Linked DNA regions of Xenopus laevis: region 2 is linked to region 1. Evidence: chromatin contacts called from public Hi-C data. All regions are on one chromosome and are shown on one strand. Each heading gives the region's core, a stretch centred on a gene start, on an enhancer-like site or on the middle of the called end of the contact. The rest is flanking DNA. Distances are from core to core; before and after follow the strand shown. Region 1 overlaps LOC108708649 (retinoic acid receptor gamma-like). Region 2 has its middle 22 kb from the start of itgb7.L.

Region 1 (2,993 bases), core at 214-2,713:
TTTGGATAATAGTTCCTATATCTGTATATAAAAAAAATCTAAAACCATTCCACACTAATTGACCTTTAAACTAAGATTTTAGGTTTAGCTAAAGGGGCAAATTGAAATTTCCTCTAAACATTACAGAATTAACCAAATATATGTCTTGACTGTATTCTTCCATTCAGTTTTCACTGTCTGCTGACCATGTGCAAACTAACATGGTAGCTCCAATCAGCTGGGATATAACATTTTTGTTATTATTTTTGTAACCTTTTGTGTGTGAAAGTCACGTATAATGTAATTGTAGATACCCATCAATTTCTAGATATAGCCCCCGAAGCACTGAATTGCTGGTGGGCTTTGTAATTGGTTGGTTAGTTGGATTTAATTAGCAAACACTGCACTCCTTTTGTGAACAGAAGTTGCTGTTTGTTTTTCTTAAAGACGCTTGGTGACAGGTAAGGGGGGGAGATGACTTACTGTGTGTGCCGGGTGGGAGAGACCCCAGCCGCTGATTTTATCTGACAGATAATCTTTCCTAATTGTATTAGAAGATGAATCTCTTCTTTTTCCCTGTGGGGATTCTATTCAGTGAGCTGGAGTCGTGCAGCCATAGTGCTAATAATTGTACCACAGACGTGAGCAGCAAATGGCCAAACTGGGGTGCTGCAGAATTCCTTTTCAGTGATGGCATGAACCTGCGGAAAGCCAGGCCGAGGGGTGGAATGATCTCCTGCTTCTCTGTTTCCCTGCCATGTGTTTAAAGCCTGATGTTTATTAAAAGGAACAAGAGAAGTATGCAGCCTCCAAATGAACATAATGAGAGGAAAGGGTTTCGGTTACATGCTCTTACTAGGATTTTAGGAGCCCGCTCTGGAATAGAGAAAGAGAAGCATTAACTTAGTACGTGCTGGAAAAAAACATATACAATAGAGCCCCACAGTATATTTCCCACCAAGTTTGGGTTAAAAGTTATCTGGCTGGAGGTAAGTATATTAGTTAGTGGATATTACACTGATATAATCACACCTGTGCCAAACATTCCTGCCCACTCCTCTGGTCAAGAATTAACTGGGGCAGCTCTGATTAACATATCTGCGGGTTCATTGAAATGTGATGTGCAAATAAACACAATTGAGACATTATGTTCTTACATACAGGCCTCCATCTGGGTAGTTACAATAGTAATTCTGATTTCCTTTTTCTTTGTATGTTCATTATCTTCCATTCTGTGAAACACTTATCTTCCTGTCTTCTTATCTAGATGGGCCTTTAATCCCTCTTTCTGCTATACAGTGTCCCTCATCCTTCTTGCCCTCTCTCACAATTTGACATTTAATCCCAGTAGCTCCCTCTCTTTCCATTAATGCTGTTTACTCTGCAGCTAAAGGCAGTTTGGCTTGGAGATTAGGTTCATCTCTATCCCCTAAAGGCTCATTGTTGTTCTACTCACACCTCCCACTTTTCAATTAGTTAGCAAAATACCCCCGGAGAAGAGTTGCACATCTGCAGTAAAAGGATATCTGGGGCGACACCATATCCAAGATAAGCAGACAGGCAACATTGTTCTTTCTACAGTAAGGCCTGGGCCAGACGATGGCAGATCTTGGACTGTGTTTCTCCGCAGGCTGAGAATCCGCTGGGGTGCTGGCCACTGCTCTTCTGCTCCTGGTCTGCCTGCACCCGGAAGCATTGTTTTCGCTCAGGTGCAGGCAGATGTCGGCTCCAAAATGCAACATTTTGCATTTCCCGCAAAAATCTGTGCACCGTTGAAAAGTCAAGGGGAGCAGCAGGCAGCGGATTCTCTGCCTGAGGAGAATCTGCATTGCTAACATCACCTGGCCCTAGCCTAACAGCTCTACCTGTCTGTTTGTCTGTTACAGTACCTTCAACTTAATGTTTGGACAAATAGGTATTTTGCTCAATTGGTTGTAATATGCAATTTGTTCAGATTACATTTACCTACAGGGAGTCAACTTGTCCCTATACATAGCAACATTTCTGCTTGAAAAATTGACTTTTTTTTATAAAGATATTGAAAACTTTAACCTTTCAGGTTACTATATTGATATTTATGTTGAAGTAAATATGTCATAACTATTATAGACTAGTGCTTTAGTATCTGTCAGTGGAGCATATATTCCAAATATGAGCCATATTTCATATGTGGGTGTTACATTGACTTGAGCCAGAAGAGTTATCAGAATTATACAAATGCCATCAAAGCATATACGTATATATTATTTGGCACAAGGCAAAAGACTGAAGGCTTTGTGCTTTTATATGGTCATGGAACTCCTTGGTGACTTATAATATCCTTATATTTTACAATAGGCATATACTATATAATGAGGGACCAGAGCTTCCTAATAATATAGTGTGACTGTGATCCTGCTTGGGGCCTTTAGCAAGGAGATAAAAAAGAAATAAAATACACTTGAACTTTGTTATAGATGGAGATCTGGTTCTTCAACAAATATGGTTTTTGACCTAGCACTCTTGAAGACTCTTTTGGACACTATGGGGCCTATTTATTATTTTGTGTAAAATGAAATCCGACAAAAAACGGTGTAAAAAAACGTGTAATCAAGGTGTGTTTTGTTAATGCCAGAATTGCCGCCATTATTTTACACTGCTTCAGACCTTTGTAAGTAAGTTCTGGTGGAAGTTGCGCTGTGCCTCTGTGTGAGTAAGTAAATAAACAGGAACAGAGGGTGCAGATGTCAATAGATACAGTGCAAATGCATTAAGCTTTTTTTTTTTGCAACCATATATTCTGTATGAATGTATAAAAACCCAAAATAAGGCATGAGGGCCAGGTTCAAAAATTTCCTTACAAGGTACAGTGTAGGTCTGATATTAGGGTGCAGGATACTAGGTGAAGTCAATCACCTGACCAGCAAAGTGTCAGAGATATATATAACATTTTCCTGTCCCCAGAAGCTTACACCTTATGCCTTCAAAAAAAATCTGTTATAAAAAAGAGCCTTATTTGTTTACGGGTACTGTTA
Region 2 (2,993 bases), core at 127-2,626, 87 kb after region 1:
TTTTAATGCTCTGCCAGGCCTTTACTGCAGCGGCTTTCAGTTGCTGTTTGTTTTCAGCAAGTGAAATGCAGCTAAATTGGGTTCAGATCAGGTGACTGACTTGGCCATTCAAGAATATTCCACTTCTTTGCTTTAATAAACTCCTGGGTTGCTTTGGCTGTATGTTTTGGGTCATTATTTTACTGCATTTAGCTGGATTTGAGCAGACAGTGTCTCTGAACACCTCAGAATTCATTCATCTGCGTCTGTCCTGTGTCACATGATGGATAAACACTAGTGTCCCAGTGCCACTGGCAGCCATGCACACCCAAGCCATCACACTGCCTCCGCCATGTTTTACAGATGATGTGCTATGCTTTGGATCATGAGCTGTTCCACACATTCTCCATACTTTTTTCTTGCCATCATTCTGGTAAGGGTTGATCTTAGTTTCATCTGTCCAAAGAATCTTTTTCCAGAACGGTGCTGGCTTTTTTATATGTTTTTTTCTTTCTTAGCAAAGTCCAGTCTAGCCTTTCTATTCTTGATGCTTAGGAGTGGCTTGCACCTTGCAGTGCACCCTCTGTATTTACTTTCATGCAGTCTTCTCTTTATGTTAGACTTGGATATCGATACACCTACCTCCTGGAGAGTGTTGTTCACTTGTTTGGCTGTTGTGAAGGGGTTTCTCTTCACCATCGAAATGATTCTGCGATCATCCACCACTGTTGTCTTCAGTGGACATCCAGGTCTTTTTGCGTCGCTGAGTTCACCAGTGCTTTCTGTGGTGTTTATACAAATGGCCTGTAGATGTCACTGTGCTCAGACTTATACTGTGCATACTTCCTGACAGCTTAAAAGTGAAAGTTACTGTTGTATAATGGCTGCAGGAGTCTCTGCTAATAAAGCACTGTTATACTCTACTCATCCTCGACTACCCAAAACATAACACTTTATTTCTTTCTCCGGATGTACCAAACTGTAGATTTTGCCACTCCTGATATTGTAACAATTTCTCAGATGGGTTTTTCTGTTTTTGCAGCTTAAGGATGGCTTGTTTCACCAGCATGGAGAGCTCTTTTGACAGCATGTTGTCTGTTCACAGCAAAATCTTCCACATACAAGCGCCCCCCCTTCAAATCAACTCCAGGGCTTTTATGTGCTTCATAAATCATGTTTGTTGAGCTAGGAGCAGTTGGTTTATAAAGGGGTGGAGAAGTTAATGGTGGTTGGCAGAATAAAGTTAATGACAAGAGTTTTAGGATCCTAAATGTTGAGCCAAATTGGGTAGATCCCATCTCTACATTCAGGCCCATCAGGAAAGTACTTTATCACAAGGCTGATGTGGTCCCCACCTGAGTATATATTTGTCAGGGAGGGAGAATTGATTTGAAGGGGCCAAATCAGCAGTTAATTCTCACAGTTTAAGGCCAGTTTTAGGAAGCAGGCTCCCCCTGTCCCCTCATTCCTGATTTATTGATGGGAGTTTAGGATGGGATTGGCTTTTGAGGGATTTCATAGGGAAACAGAAGGAGCTCAGGTCATCCCTGTCAGCATCCCCTGCTCCCTTTGTTTATGGTGTATGACTAGATATTACTTGGAGTGGACAGTGGCCTGGGTGTGAAACCCAGCAGCAAGTATAAGGCAGGGGGAAGTTCAATTGGAACTGGGGCCATGGGAGGCCTGAGAACTCAGTGGGAGGTACGGTAACTAGATAATGCTGGATGGGGTTAATATGCATACCAGAGTCAGGCAGTGGTTGAAGGAGCAAATGGAGTCATTGGCTGTGAATTTATAGTTCTTTGGATGGTTGTTTGTTTGTTATAATAGATGTGTACATGGATATTTATCACCTGTAAGGAATATTCTTTTAATCTATCCTATGCAATATGCACCATAAATCTCCCTGAAACCATTTCAGTGGTGGTACTTTCCTCATAGCCCTGTGAGCAAAACCATCCAAATGTGTAGGAGGCAGCCCTTGCACACAATTATACACACACTGTGAACTCAACCATAGTAGGTAACCACTGCCTTTATATGATGGAAAATGGATGGTACACATGATGTAGTTCGGTGGTTCAGCGAAATTGAAGTATAAATGTCACTGGAATGTTTTTATTTGAGAGTATAAGCCTTTGAAAATACTTCTAACAGTGGTGCTGCTTTTAGAGCAGGGGGCCTCTTGAAGAGAAAAATGTCCTTGAAAAAATTACGAGTAACAAATAACATTGTGTAATATTCTTTTTGTGTAATTACATCCAGGATGTCCAATCTGTGCCTGTCATGGGAATGGTGGGAGTTTTGAGTCATGACCAGCTGGAAACGATGGGGGCCCCTCTGTTCTTACTTTTGCCTGGGGCTTTTCTTCCCTAAGCCCAGCCCTAACTGCCAGTGTAGCCGGGATATAGAAACACACACACAGAAAGCAATGAATAGAGGCTGGGTTCTCACATGGTATCTTGATGTGTGTTAGGAGTATGGTGTAACATACATTAAGCTTTGCTGATGCCATGTGGTATATTAATAGCAGTTCTGGGAACCACACACTGTAGGGCATCTTCTGCAGCCTACACATGCGTAGGTATTTTCGCAAAAACCCTGTAGCAAGGAAGTGGTTAACCAAAGACCTTTCCCGTCATTTCATCTGTGCACATTTCCCGTGAGCATTTAATGCCAGCTCTTTCGTGGGGTGGGGGGAACCTTACCTAATTAGTAACAGACACAGGAAAAGACGTGATTTGTCGCCTTTGCTTAACTCTTTACCTTCAAATGATTCCACTGTTGCCCTAGATTGTTAGTGTGCAAACAATAAATATATTCTGTATATATTCCATACAGAATTAAAAACAGAGGCCTATAGAGTTCTATACCTAAGAGCTGTGCACCAGATTGTGCTACATGATGCATGCACTTCATTCAAGAATACCACTAGTTAGAGATTTATGCAAATACACCCTATAGTACACAGGATATTCTCTTATTTAAGTATAGAACACGATCTTGACCATAAA

Evidence for each region. Hi-C and Micro-C count contacts between places; a contact is called where the count stands out from the background.
Region 2: a Hi-C map of animal cap shows a contact between it and region 1, with 7 times the contacts expected there. The contact joins two enhancer-like sites. A contact is called at or near these places in 3 of 4 Hi-C or Micro-C datasets (the XL177 cell line, the XTC cell line and animal cap).

What each region holds. Positions count from the first base shown.
Region 1 is chr2L:155,421,663-155,424,655 of Xenopus_laevis_v10.1, forward strand. The region is part of intron 2 of LOC108708649 (retinoic acid receptor gamma-like); the gene reads left to right. Among protein-coding and RNA genes, the nearest start is that of LOC108708649, 50 kb to the left of the region's middle. Within about 2 kb of position 1,464, at least 3 of the 7 cell types and tissues checked have an H3K27ac peak or open chromatin away from gene starts, as enhancers often do.
Region 2 is chr2L:155,508,900-155,511,892 of Xenopus_laevis_v10.1, forward strand. No RefSeq gene overlaps it. Among protein-coding and RNA genes, the nearest start is that of itgb7.L, 22 kb to the right of the region's middle. Within about 2 kb of position 1,377, at least 1 of the 7 cell types and tissues checked has an H3K27ac peak or open chromatin away from gene starts, as enhancers often do.